Regions from separate parts of the Mus musculus genome. Here all the other regions are linked to region 1. A link is a contact called in public HiChIP or PLAC-seq and Micro-C data. All regions are on one chromosome and are shown on one strand. The core of a region is the stretch at or near the end of the contact, and the rest is flanking DNA. Distances in the headings are between cores, read along the strand shown.

Evidence for each region. Hi-C and Micro-C count contacts between places; a contact is called where the count stands out from the background. HiChIP or PLAC-seq counts read pairs in DNA pulled down with a chosen protein or histone mark.
Region 2: a contact with region 1 is called in an HNF4G HiChIP or PLAC-seq map of pancreatic cancer cells. The contact joins the promoter of Gss here to the promoter of Uqcc1 in region 1. A contact is called at or near these places in 1 of 39 promoter capture datasets (hippocampal neurons) and 3 of 115 datasets of contacts at active chromatin or transcription factors (embryonic stem cells, memory CD8 T cells and pancreatic cancer cells).
Region 3: a contact with region 1 is called in a Micro-C map of embryonic stem cells, with 2.7 times the contacts expected there. The contact joins the promoter of Phf20 here to the promoter of Uqcc1 in region 1. A contact is called at or near these places in 2 of 39 promoter capture datasets (liver and pre-B cells), 1 of 484 Hi-C or Micro-C datasets (embryonic stem cells), 3 of 115 datasets of contacts at active chromatin or transcription factors (bone marrow-derived macrophages, embryonic stem cells and memory CD8 T cells) and 1 of 9 other capture datasets (adipose tissue).

Annotation. Positions count from the first base shown.
Region 1 is chr2:155,928,383-155,932,858 of GRCm38.p6, reverse strand. Uqcc1 (ubiquinol-cytochrome c reductase complex assembly factor 1) reads left to right here and starts at 2,549. Exons shown (of 10, transcript NM_018888.4): 1 at 2,549-2,846. The coding sequence starts at 2,823.
Region 2 is chr2:155,590,866-155,595,341 of GRCm38.p6, reverse strand. It overlaps Gss (glutathione synthetase), which reads left to right and starts at 2,532. Exons shown (of 13, transcript NM_008180.2): 1 at 2,532-2,648. It overlaps Gssos2 (a long non-coding RNA gene), which reads right to left. Exons shown (of 5, transcript XR_001783522.2): 4 at 3,174-3,319; 5 at 816-2,890.
Region 3 is chr2:156,194,758-156,199,233 of GRCm38.p6, reverse strand. It overlaps Phf20 (PHD finger protein 20), which reads right to left and starts at 2,587. Exons shown (of 18, transcript NM_172674.2): 1 at 2,437-2,587.

The sequences.
Region 1 (4,476 bases), core at 1,300-3,799:
CTATAAGCTATCATATCTGTGAGGCTAGATTTTATAACTGGCATTGATGAAGAAGAAAAAGAAACACTAGCAATACTGTAAGCAGGAAAACCAGTTACAATGGCTACTGAAGAGACAAAATGGAAGACCCTACAAAGACTTAAAAGCAGAATTATTACATAATCTAGCCACCCTGCTATTGGCCATCCATCTACAGACAATGAAATCAGTCTTCACACATTCATGCAGCCTCAATCACAACTGCCAACACATAACGCTGACAATGCAAGTGTCCATCAGCAGGTCAGCAGGGACGTGAATGTTTGCATTCATTGTAGAGTGCTGCTCAGCCAGACAAGAAAGAAGAGTGTCTTGTCTATTGGGACATTGTTAAGTTAGATAAGTCAGACACACCGACAAGTACTTAACCTAAAAATGAACTCATGGAAGTGAACAGCAATTGTGGCTCTTAGGAGTCCAGAAGGAGGCGGAAATGTTGGCCACAGGACACAAAATGTAACTTAGAGAGAAAGAAAGAATAAATTCAAGAGGCCTCTTATAGTTTGATGACTATAGTTAACTGCTCTCTCTCACATATATTTATGAATACGTATATATAGGTAATATATGTATATAAACACATATATGTGTGTATATATGTGTGTGTATATATATCACAAGTTTCTTTGTGTAGCTCTGGTTGGCCTGGAACTCACTGTGTAGACCAGGCTGGTCAAACTCAAGAGATCCACCTGCCTCTGCCTTCCTAGTGCTGGAATTAAAGGTATGCGTCACTACCACCAGGTGTATTTTATTTTTCGAATTACTTTTCTTTCTTTCTTCCTTTCTTTTCTTTCTTTCTTTCTTTCTTTCTTTCTTTCTTTCTTTCTTTCTTTCTTTCTTTCTTTCTTTCTTTCTTTCTTTCTTTCTTTCTTTCTTTCTTTCTTTTAAAGAATTATTCATTATATGTATATGAGTACACTGTACTTGTCTTCAAAGCACCAGAAGAGGGCATCAGATTCCATTACAGATGGTTGTGAGCTACCACATGTTTACTGGGAATTCAACTCAGGCAGTCAGTGCTCCTAACCACTGAGCCATCTTTCTAGCCCAGAGCATGTTTTTTTTTTTTTTTTTTTTTTTCTTTTCTTTTTTTTAGGCAGAACCCATTTCCTGGCATTTCCTCAGCAGCTGCAGGGGTCCCTCACATAAGCAAGCAGTTTAACAGAAGCTGGGGTAAGCAGTTAGCTGGAGGGGGAGGTTGGCACAAGCAGGAGCCAAGACAGGTTAACTAGGGCATCCTGACCTTGGGTTCCTAGAATAGAGTTGGGTAATTTCCCACAGGAGTCTCCATCAAGGAGATCAAATTCTAATTAAACCTGAAATGGCCTCAGCAAGAATACAAGACGGAGGAATTGCTCCATTGTCTTACTCTGTCACAAGGTTAATTTAGTCATTTCACACGCAAACATTTAAAAACCAGAAACTCGATAAATATACAGAATTTTGCCAGGTGTGGTAGCAGTTGGGAGACAGAGGCAAACCAAACCAAACCAAACCAAAATTGAGAGGCTGGACATAGTATCATAGGCACTCAGGAGATGAATGCATTTCAAGGCTAGCCTCAGCTACATAGAGCCTGAGGTCAGCCTGGGCTACATCAAATTTTATTTAAAAGGGAGAAAGAAGGGGGCAAAAGATCACCCTGAATCCCACTTTACCTCTCAGTTTCTCCTATAGGCTTTATCCTGCTAAGCTGGCCAAGTAATCACCCATATTGTTTTTATTAGCTATTTATTGTTTCCTTCATATCAGGTGTTTTTTTGTTTGGTTGGTTTTTTTGTTTTTGTTTTTTTACGAGTTGTCTGCCCAGACCTACGCTACCGGTACTTGCCCCACTAACTCACAAGCTCCTCAGCGTTGTCCACACCTTTTTGGTATCCAGTGCAGGCTAAATGAACACTGAATACTCAGTAGGTCTTTATTGACTGGTGGACAGGAAGTGCTTCAGCCTCTAAGCTCTGGCTCCTGGTCAGTCACTGAAGCAGCAATGTCTTCTCTTGTCCACTTCTCATGGGATGTAAGCGTTCTTTGACTGAGACAATCTACTTGCCCATTGCCACAGACAACTCCTCGCATCCTTCTTTCTCCTCAATTACTAATTTTGCTTTGTTTGTTTGTTTGTTTTGTTTTGGAGCCAAGGGTTTCTCCTGGCTGTCCTGGAACTCACTCTGTGGACAAGGCTGTCTTCTAACTCAGAGATCAGCCTGTCTGTGCCTCTTGAGTACTGGGGTTAAAGGCGTGTGCCACAATGCTTGGCCTTCCTTTACTAAGTCTTTCCTATCAGTCAGTATTCAAAGATGTGTTACAGCCAAGCACGAGCCTCAAGCTCCTCTTCTGTCGAGCGTCAGGTCAGTACTTGACCACCTCCTTTTCTGGCTTTCCAGGACTGTGCCCTTAGGTTCTCAGACTCCCAGGCCTCTTTTTTAACTATTGGGAAGTCTGAGCCTTGTGGTCTCCTGGGGGCGGAGTCAGGAAAGAAATGGCTGTTAGGGGTTAACGGAAGGATGAGAGGGATGTGAGAGGCCAGGCCGGGGTGTGTGTAGAGGAAGAACGTGAGCCCTTGTGACGCGCAGCAGCGACTTAAGACCGGCGAGGAGTCTCGCGTCCTGGAACCTCATTCAGATCCACGGCAGGAAAACCGCGGGTGCGCAGTTGCGAAAACTACGCCTGCGCCGCCTCCAGAGCCTGACTACCTTTAGCAAGGGGACAGCGGCTGAGTGGGTGGTGACAATCGGGATTCCGGAAGCCCACCTTTCACCCGGAAATGATTGTGGAGGAACATGGCGTTGCTGGTGCGAGTCCTTGTGAGTGCAGGAGTACTTTTCTAGAGACGCACGCGCGTCTCCAGGTTGGGCTTGGAGAGGGCGGGGCGGGAGGAGCTGGGGAGAAATGGGGGAGCCTGTGCTGTAGCTCCTTTGCGTGGTCGCCTTTCCCCAGGGAAACTGAAGCACCTTTCCACTTCTCCTTACCCCTGTTTTGGCCTTGACTCCACCTTTTTAGAAGGTAGTGGCCTCGGATCTTTATGTAATGAGGATCGTTCTTCAGGATAAAAACACGTGGGGCACTGACTGGAATAGGGGGTTGCGGGGAAGACCGGGGGAGGTGGGTCCAGTCCATGACTGTCACTGTGCAGTGTGACCTTGAGTAAGATACTGGATGGTCCCTGGTCCATGTGAAAAATAAGGACATTTCTCTGTTACAGGCCCCTTTGGATTCTGAGGTTTAGTTTGTTGTAGAAACTTTAAATGAATTTTTACTTGTATAGTTCAGTGGAATGCACAAGTTATTAGAGCAAAAGCTGCAGGAGAAACTGCCCCGTGGCTTTCTCTTTGCCCAGCGTATTTGGCCCAACCTAACACTTGTTGAATGAAGGAAGGAAAGACTTCTAGACTGGTTCTAAGTCTCGTGGGGAGCTCTGTTCAATTCCCACCTGAGATTTGGTCTTAAATCCTCTGGTCTTAAATCCTCTTTAGAGTCACTACTGACTTCTAGGACGGGTTAAGAAAATGACAGAGTGGAATTGGTCCCTACTCATGAAGACATGGGCAGTTTGTAATTTAAGTCAGGCATTTACAGAACTTGGTCAAGGGCACTGTTTTACATAGCAGACATTACTCCTGCCTCTGGCTGTCTTTTGCGTTGTCCATGTGTTTTGCATCAGTTCACTCTGCATTCTACTTAGATTCCTTGCCATCCTGGCAGACTGCTTCTTCAGTTGCTGCTCAAGAGGTTTTGTTTGAGAGGCATGTGCCTGTTACCCAGAGAGTGGTTCATTTGCTGGAGTAATTACAGATGCTAACTAAGGCAGAAGTGGAATTGAGCTCTGAGGGTGACTGGGGAAAATGGTCACTGGCCTGTTGTAAATTATTTATGTGTGCACATGTGCAGCGGCTCGTGTGTGTGTGTGTGTGTGTGTGTGTGTGTGTGTGTGTGTAGTGAGGGTTAATTATTATGCATGCTAGGTAAGGAGTTTACTGCTGAGCCCTACATTATTTTTAAAGACAGATACTTTGGTGGGAGAAAGAGCAGATTGGGCCAGAGACTGAAGTGAACACCTGGATTTACCGTGGCGATTCTCGGACAGCTCTCTTAGATTTCTAGTTCCTCAGCGTTGTAGGGATTGTTACAGGTTCATTTCTTTGCTGATAGCATCCATAAAAACTATCTCTCATCGACCCTCTATTAGGTGGGCCTATTTTTCTATTTCCTGTTTATCTTTCTTGGTACAAACATGCACAAGTAAATAAGGAAAATCTCTTTTACATGCTTATTCCCTAAGATTGTCTTATACATTGTAACAGAATGAGATGAAGCTATGAAAACGTCCCTGGGCAGGTTCACGGTGAAAGTCAGTATGAAAGTAGTGGCAGGTGTTACTACTCATCTGCTTGGATTGGGATTTGGGCTGCAAGGGCTCCGCACTAACACTCAACT
Region 2 (4,476 bases), core at 1,283-3,782, 340 kb after region 1:
GAATGACAGTAACCTGCTTCCCAAAACTCCTGCCCTGCCACCTGGCCTGCTGACCCTCAGTGACAGCCCAGGAGTAGCTCATCCTTCTCCTGACACTCCTATCAGCCTCCCCAGCTGCTCTTATCTTGAGCCAAAGAAGGGGGTGCTATTCACTACCTTTGCTTTCTTCTCCCCTTTCTAGTCTGTAAGTGAGCAGTGGGCCCCTCTGGACTCTTGACCTAGAGGTGTTGATATTTTCTCAGGTTAAACCTGTTTTGTTGTAGAAGTTGCTTCTCCATCTTTTCCTGTCCCATGGACCTGTCAGGGGGAGTGAACAAGGTAGGTGCTGGGAATTCACATTCAGGAGATGAAATGACAAAGAGAAGTAATTCCATGCACTGATGACTGGTATGAAAAAAAAAAACCTTCATGTGACAGACAGGGGTGGTGGTGGTGAACATCTGAGTGACAATGACAGACAGGGGTGGTCATGTGATGGTGACGTCTGAGTGACAGACAAGGAGACAGTTGTGCTAAAATTTAGCAGTAAATCATCCAAGGAGAGGAGCGGGAAGGGGCTACGATTTCCCGGGATGGCAAGTCCTTCATTCCCTCTTATTATCAACCAGGTCACTTTGGACAAGTTAGATCACCTCTCAGGCTCAGCTGCCATATCTACAAAACAGAAATGAAGCCACTTCACCTCCCACAATGTGAGGAGACCCAGCCAAAGGGCCATTAACATCTGGGTCCTCCCCAAATGTCACCCATAATCACCAGATAGACCATTGCTGATCCATCTTAGAAGAAAGGAAGCTGTATAGAGAGTCCTGGGCCTTGGTGCTTTTGTTTTTATTATAATTTCATTTTTGTTTGTTTTGGTTTTGAGATAAGATCTAACTAACTCTGGCTGGCCTGGAACTGGTTATGTAAACCAGGCTGGTCTAGAACTCACTGAGATCCTCCTGCCTCTGCCTTCCAAAGGCTGGAATTAAAGGTACAAGCCAGCACTTACTCCCTGCGTACTGTAATTCATTTAGTACCAGAAATAGCTACCTTTACCTCTGGTTAATACAGTGACTTTTGTCTGTCAGTCGGGGCAGCTGCTTCCTACCTGGTCATTATAGAAGCAATAAGAAAAAGGTATCAGACCACAAACATTATTCTGGCAACAGCCAGATCACCTCCCTGCCAACTCTGTCCCATTCATACGAGACATCTGGAGGGCTGTCCTTCCTAGACTGGAGAGAGGCACCTGCTTTATCTAAAGAGTTGGAAGGATTTTGGTCCCTGGGTTAGGCCACTGATTTACAGTCAGTAGAAATTCTCCTTCATAAATCTCTCTTCAATTTGACATTCCCCCTCCCCTTTTTTCCCTTCACAGCGATGGCTTGGAGCCTCACCAACTTACAGCTAACTCTGGATCATGTCTGTCTGTACCTAATATATAGAATGGCGTCTTGTCTCTGCTAAATCTCCAGCCTCAAGGTTTCTTCCTGAGGCCAGCTCTTAACAGCCTGCCCCACACTCTAGAGCCCACCTTTTATTTACACCAAACCAATTAGGAGTTTGCTATCTTAGGCATAATTCCCTAGGGTTTGATCAGATACATTCATTTCAGGAAAATTTTTATCAGAAAGGAACATCTTTTTTTAAAATCAGGTATATATAGTGGCTATTCCTGATTGTCAACTTGACTATATCTGGAATGAACTACAATCCAGAATTGGAAGGTTCACCTGTGATCCTAATCTGGAGACTGGGAGATACAAGTTTCTGACCTGGATCTTGGCATGGAGATCTTGAGGCCTAGTGACTATGAATTCCAGAAGATTAAGACAGGGAGACCTCTGAGTTTAAGGTCATCTGGGACAAAGCAAGTCCCAGATCCAGGCACACACTTTTAATCTGAGCCACACCTTCTGATGGAGACCTACATAAGGACATTGGAAGAAGGAAGATTAGCTCTTCTTTGCCCTGCTTGCCTTGTGGGACTGAGCTAGATCCTTGGACTGACATTCACAGCTGCTGTTGACCATTGTTGGGGAGTTGGACTACAGACTGTAAGTCATCTACAAATTCCCTCACTATATAGAGACTACCCATAAGTTCTGTGACTAGAGAACCCTGACTAATACAAGATAACTCAGATTTTGAATCAACCTCTCACAGTCTAGGGAAAACAAAGTTAAATTACTGTAGGTTGCCAGAGGATGAGGGGTCTGTATAGAGGGAAGAGGATAATGAACTTGCATATTTACAAACAGCCCCATGGGGGCTGAAGACAGGGGTGGCTAAGAGAACTTTTGCTCTGGGTTCCCAGAGGATGCGACGCTCTCTTCTGCCTTTGAGTGTCCCCATCTCACAGCGTGCCACTAGCTCTAACTCTCTGGGAACTAAGCTAACAGGTAGCATCCCGCCGTTGTAGCCACAACCAAGGCTCTCCCTAGAGTACCGACGTATTCCTTAAAGCCCAGGTCACTGCTCATGTAATGCCCCTTCCCGGCCGCCGTCCAGTTCCATAAACACAGGGCTCCTTCCCCACCCCTCCTCTTTAGCCTTGCGGGGCGGTCTGCGCAGGCGCACTGGGTCGTACCGAAGCCCCGCCCCCCGAGCCCGGGTAACGGCGTGCGGAGTTTGAGCTTGGCGAGCAGCTGGACAACGAGCGAGTAAGTCGGGGCTTCGCGACGGCGGCTGGCGAGGGTCAAGTTTCCTTGGGAGGAGAGCGGTGAGGGAGGGGTCTGAGAGCGATTAGAACGCGGCGAGCGGGCAGATGACGCGGTGGCTGGGAACGCGGCGAGCACCGGGAAACTTGTGTCCAGTGAGGGGCTTGTGCTGGGCGTGCTGAACCTAGATTTCCAGATCGCCGGTTCCCAGCTCGGACACTGTTAGCGAGGCTAGAGCCAGAGTTCTAGGGAAAATAAACAAGCCACCATCAAAAACTGGGAGAGATCAGGAACAAACTTTGTCTAGGGATGGGGAGCGGACGGGGCCCATCACGGGGACAAGACAGGACAAGCGACTGTGTTGTAGCCCGAGGCCCTGAGCCCGCACTCGCCTCGCCCAGGGGATTAAAGTCCAACGGGATTTCTGTGTGGGCGTTTTAAAGTTTTTCGTGATTCATTCACCACTTACTTATTTAACCTTCAATGAAGTATCAAGGCAAATGCTATTTTTATGATAGAGGTACGAACCTGGACAGAGAAATCCGGCGATGGCTTCCAAAACAGAATCAAGAGTTGGGGGTACAGAGGCTGGGGATGTAGCTCAGTGGGAGAACCTTTAAGCCACGAGGAAAGCAGGAAAGCGAGGAAAGCAGGAAAGCGTCATCATCCAAGATCTGAAAGTAAGAGAGAGAGGCTGGTGTGTTTTAGTCACTTAAGATGCCTTTACTACTCTGAAAGTGCCCAGGAAGAGGAGTGGGTTGGCAGTAGAGGCAGACATGAGGGAATTCAAAGCGCTGCATTTAGTCAGCAGAATCCACAGGACTGGAAGAAATGGGCTGTAAGAGAAAAGTGCACGTGAGGCTGGGATGTCAGGGTGAGACTCATTAGAGGAGGACCGCCCCAGGGAGCAGGAGGAGTGTTCTAGATTGAAAACCAGGAAAGAACTTGCTGTGTAAATACAAACTTGAGTGTCACCAGCCAAACAAGTCACAGAACAGTTAAATCTGTAGAAAGGAAAACAAGGGGCCCAGTTAGCATTGTCTAGTTATTACTAGTATAGTGTTTTTGTTCATGAATATGCATGGACACCCAAACACTGGTGTGTGTGTGTGTGTGTGTGTATGTATGTGTGTGTGTGAGATGCAGATGTGCTGTCAGTGTTTGTATGTGAGGGTGCCCTGAGCATCAGGTGTCTTCCCTGATCAGTGCACTTCCTCTCTGCACCTCTGGGATTATAGCCTGCTCACTATCTGCCCAGGATTTATGTGCATAATTGGGGGTCTGAGCTCTTTACCTGCTAGCCCCCTCCTTCGCCCTCTACCTTATTTTTTTTGTTTTTAAAGACAGGGCCTTACTGAACCTGGAGCTCACTCGCATTCACTAACCAGCAAGCTGCAAATGTCCAGCTGTCATGATCTCCCCAGCACTGCAAGTTCAAAGCTAGCCTAGCCTGAGCGCCAGGCCAGCCAGGGCTGTATCTCCAACAGCATTTGAGCTAACAAGTTTCATTACTTCTTTTCCTGGTCAGGATCTTGCTCTGTCACCCAGGCTGGCCTCCAACTCAGCAATCCTCCACTCTCAGCCTCCCAAGCACTGGTCTCACAGGCAGGCATGACCACACCCAGCTGAATAGTTGACTAATTAAGCTCTCTGCTTTGAAGGCTATGGGGCATGATGTTGGCTTCAATCCCACTACTGTGTTCCATCTTTTATGGGTGCCGAGGATAGACTTCTCATGTTTGTGTGGCTAGCACCTTACCCACAGAGCCATTGCTTCAGCTGATACAGAGACTTGCTGTGTAGCCCAGGCTAGCCTCAAACTCATGGTTCT
Region 3 (4,476 bases), core at 1,338-3,837, 270 kb before region 1:
GCTGGTGAGATGGTTCAGTTGGTAAGAGTACCCAACTGCTCTTCCAAAGGTCTGAAGTTCAAATCCCAGCAACCACATGGTGGCTCACAACCATCCGTAATGAGATCTGACTCCCTCTTCTGGAGTGTTTGAAGACAGCTACAGTGTACTTACATATAATAAAAATAAATAAATCTTAAAAAAAAAAATCCTCCTGCCGAGATTGCTGAGACCAGACCCACAAAAACCCACGGAGGAGGGCTTCACCAGAGACTCACAGAGAGTAAAGCAGCAAAGGAGTAGGAGCTCCAAGATAACCACAAATTACTAGGGGATTCTCGAGGAGAACGATCAAGGAGGAGAACTGTCATCACTAGGTAACCAGAACACTGTCCACGAGGAACCAGAAACTAGAAAAATGTCTGGACAGGCCATGAACCAAAAGAGAATTCCTGTTTGCAAAAAAATAAACTACCTATAAAAAGTCATGTGAACCAGACATGGAAGTTCTTGCCTGTGCCCTGGCACTTGTAAGGCAGAGGCAGGGGGTTTCAAAGCCAACCTGAGCCACCTAGGAAGTTCCAGGATAACCTGAGCTACCCAGGGAGACAACCTCACAACCGACAAATAAAAGCCATGTGCATGAAAGGGCATCCTATCAGGGAAGAACAGCTCAGGGTGGGGTAACTATAAGAACTGCCCTGAGGAATAAAAAAGAAGAGGCCACAGACGAAGTGTTTTGCAGCTATGCACTCAACACAGGAAGGAAGGCCCAAGAGCCCGGGAGAGCACATTAGGGAATGAGGTTCCAAAGAGGGAAGGGAACTTAAGACTGAAACTATCTTGATGGCAGAAAAGCTACAAAGAAAAACAAACAAAGAGGGAGAAAGAAAAAGAAAAAAGAAAGAGAGAAAGAGACAGCCTGGCGTGGTGGCGCATGCCTTTAATCCCAGCACTTGGGAGGCAGAGGCAGGCGGATTTCTGAGTTCCAAGTCAGCCTGGTCTACAGAGTGAGTTCCAGGACAGCCAGGGCTACACAGAGAAACCCTTGGGGGGGCGGGGGGGGGGGGGGGGGACACGACACGGACTGTCTAGCTAGATGCCTCAGCACTTAAAGCCAAGAATGACCATCTGAGTTCGATCTCTAAGTCCCACAAATTGGAAGCAGAGGGATAACTTCCTGGAATTTGCACAGGCCAAATAAATATGGCTTTCAACTAGGAAAAAAAAAAAGGAAGCTGTGGGAAAAATGGGTGGGTGGGGGGTGCACCACATTTAGGAATGAAAGGATTCAGGAGAAAAGTGTGCCAGAAGTACTTGCTGCGCCCCAAAGGTGGTCTGTTTCCTGCTAAAAGAGGCGCATCTCAAACCTTAAAGGGACACTGAAAGCAAAGATACTCTCAGATAGGAAAACAAATCCCCTCCCCCCCCCCCCCGGAGAAACAAGGTAGCTTGGAGAACTCATCAAAGAGTGCAGCCCCAAGACATACTTAAGGACACGTTAGTGAAGCCCCTTACAGATGAAACTGCAAACTATGTGCCAGAAGCATCAGGATTTGGAGAAGAGCCTGAAAGGGGTGCGCATTCCACACTAAAGGACTAAGAAAAAAAGAACTGACCCCCACATTCACTAACTTCTGAAAACATACCAGAGCTGAGGCCTGGACAGAGGTCGTCCTCCCTGGAGTTGTGGGATATAATAATAATAATAAAGTATTAGATAACTTTGGTTAGTGACCTGATTTCTGAGGAACCTACTAACGGACTGGACCCCAAATTGAAAAGGGAAAACTGTTAATTAGGTTTGAATATAGGAGTGTTCCCTCAGTATGGGGGAGCAAAGAAAAGAGAGTATGATTTCAATCCGTTTTCAGGGACGGTTAGAAATCGAGAGAAAAATCCCAAGATTAGAGATTTTAAGAGTGGAGGGACGCCCAGATTTTCCAAACTACAGAGAAAGGGGACACTCCCATATACAGGGTCGTGAGGAAAGGGTGTGCTTCCCAGATCAGGATAAGAAAGGCACTTCACGAAAACCCGTCCCCGCGGCAGAGGCAGCAGCTTAGGCCTCCCCCTATCTCGCGGACTAAGCAGGGGGTGCAGCCTCAGCACCCATCCCCACCCCCACTGCCCCGTTCCGCGCCCCGGGCCCGCACCTCGCGGCCCAGCCCCCTCGGGCCCCGCTGATTGGCCTGAGCGGCCGTCATTCCCGCGGGTAGCCGCAGTGATTGGGCGACGCTCGCACGCCCGCCACGCTCTCAGCAGCGGTCCCCGGGCCTCCCTCCGGGGCTGGGTGATCCGGGGGCCAGTCGGGGAACAGGAGTGAGCCAGGGTCCCGCAGTGGCCGGGGCGTCCGTCCCCGGTCCCGCCCGCACAGCGCGCGCGCGGCACGGGGCCTGCCCCCAACACGGCCCCAACCAGCTGGCTTCGCGTCGCCGCGCCTCGCCACGAGCTCACCTCACGGCCCCGCTCCTGCTGCGCCGCTCCAGACCAACCGACAGAAGGACTGTGCGCGCTGCGCACCACGTGACCCCGGGGACGCGCCCAGCGTATCCCCCGCCCCCCACACACACGCACCATCTCCACCGCCGAGTGACGCAGCCTCCCTACAGCCCCGCCCCGGGCCCCGCCCCTCCCGGTCGCCAGGACGACAGCGCGAGCAAGCCACGCCCACCTCCCTGAAGCGGGAACGCCGAGTCCGCACTCACCCGTGACGGCTGAGGTCACCAGAAGCATTGGCCTGGGTGCTGCCTATGTACCCTCTTAGTTCTCCTTCTAAATGGTGGAAAGTCGCCCACCTCCCTCTACCCCGTCTGTCACCACGCTCCACGGAGATCGTAGTCTTTACAGCTCACTACTTTCCCTCTTCCAATCCGCTCTTCACACGCAAGAGCTTATCAGAACGACTTGTTCCTTCTCCAGAAGAAGAGCTAAATCTTCAAGATCGATTGTCACCAGTCCGCCCTCTGTGCTCTGCCCCTATCAAGTCCTCATCTGAACCTTCTCACCTCTGCCTTTGCTCTCTCTCATCCTTAGAAAAGGATTCCAACGGGAACTGAAAAGAAAAAGCCGAATTTTGTCTCTAGGGAGCAAGGTCCAAGATGCCGCCACAACAAAAAAGAGGTTTCTCCAGTGGGACTTAGCAAGTGCTAACGAGAAGTGGTAAAATTGCTATTTACTGAGGCGATCATGCTTTGATTTGACACTGGGAGCAACCAAACTTGCACTTCTTAAATTATGTCTAATCGCATCATGTCCCTACACTACTTGTCAATCTAAGCCTTTGCTCATCTAACCACACTTGATGCTGTTTTTGTTTGTTTGTTTGTTTGTTTCTGAAACAGTTTCAATATGTGTAGCCTTGGCTAGACTGGAAATCAGTGTATAGACAGGTTTGTCTTGAACTCACAGTGATCCACATTTCTGCCCCTGACATACTGAGATTAAAGTCATTGTTCACTGTTTTCGTGTAGTGCCAGCCTGTTCTACAGAGTGAGTTCCACCACAGCCAGAGCTATACAGAGAAACCCTGTCTCAAAAAAAAAAAAAAGTCATTCTTCACACAAAAGCATAGCTCTCCAAGCAAAACATTTGCCCCCCCCCCCCAAAAAAAAAAGCCGGGCGGTGGTGGCAGCGTACACCTTTAATCCCAGTACTTGGGAGGCCAGCCTGGTCTACAGAGTGAGTTCCAGGACAGCCAGGAGTATACAAAGAAACCAAAAATAAAAAATAAAAATAAGATAAAATAAAAATTTTATTAGTAGAGCCCAGGTGTGGTGGCTCCTTTAATCCCATACATAGAAAATTCTAGGACAGCTAGGGTTATGAAGAGAAAGCCTCTCTCAAAGAGAACACTCTCTTACCTCTTATTCTCTTGCTCTTACTCTCAGCCTTCCCTACTCTCTTCCTCTCTCTGCCTTTCTACAATAAATGCCTTAAAACCAAAAAAAAAAAAAGGCCAGGCGTGGTGGCACAAGACTTTAATCCCAGCACTCAGGAGGCAGGTGGATTTCTGAGTTTGAGGCCAGCCTGGTCTACAAAGTGAGTTCCAGGAGGACAGCCAGGGCTACACAGAGAAATCCTGTCTCAAAGAAGAAAAACAAAAACAAAAACAAAAAATGAGAGAGAGAGAGAGAGTAAGAAAAAAAACAAAACACAAAAGCACAAAACAACAAGAAATTAGTAGAAACATTAAGTAAGTAGTTAGAGTAAAATGGAGTAATCTCAGCTGGAGGGCTTAAATGCTATGTGGTAGCATTCTTAGCCCTTCCATTGGTGGAGAATAGGGCTTTGTTAACTATACAGTTCATGGCTTGTCTTTTATTGGGATCCTAGATCTGACACACAGATGGGCCTTTAGAAGCCCAGGAGAAACCAGCTCTGAGACCTGCAACATTCCAAACCCTCCACAGTCACTGTTTTCAGCCATCTGAAGCTGGAGGCCTAGTTGGTTTTGTTATCAGGAATTCCTCACTGTGTGATCCACAGGACACCACC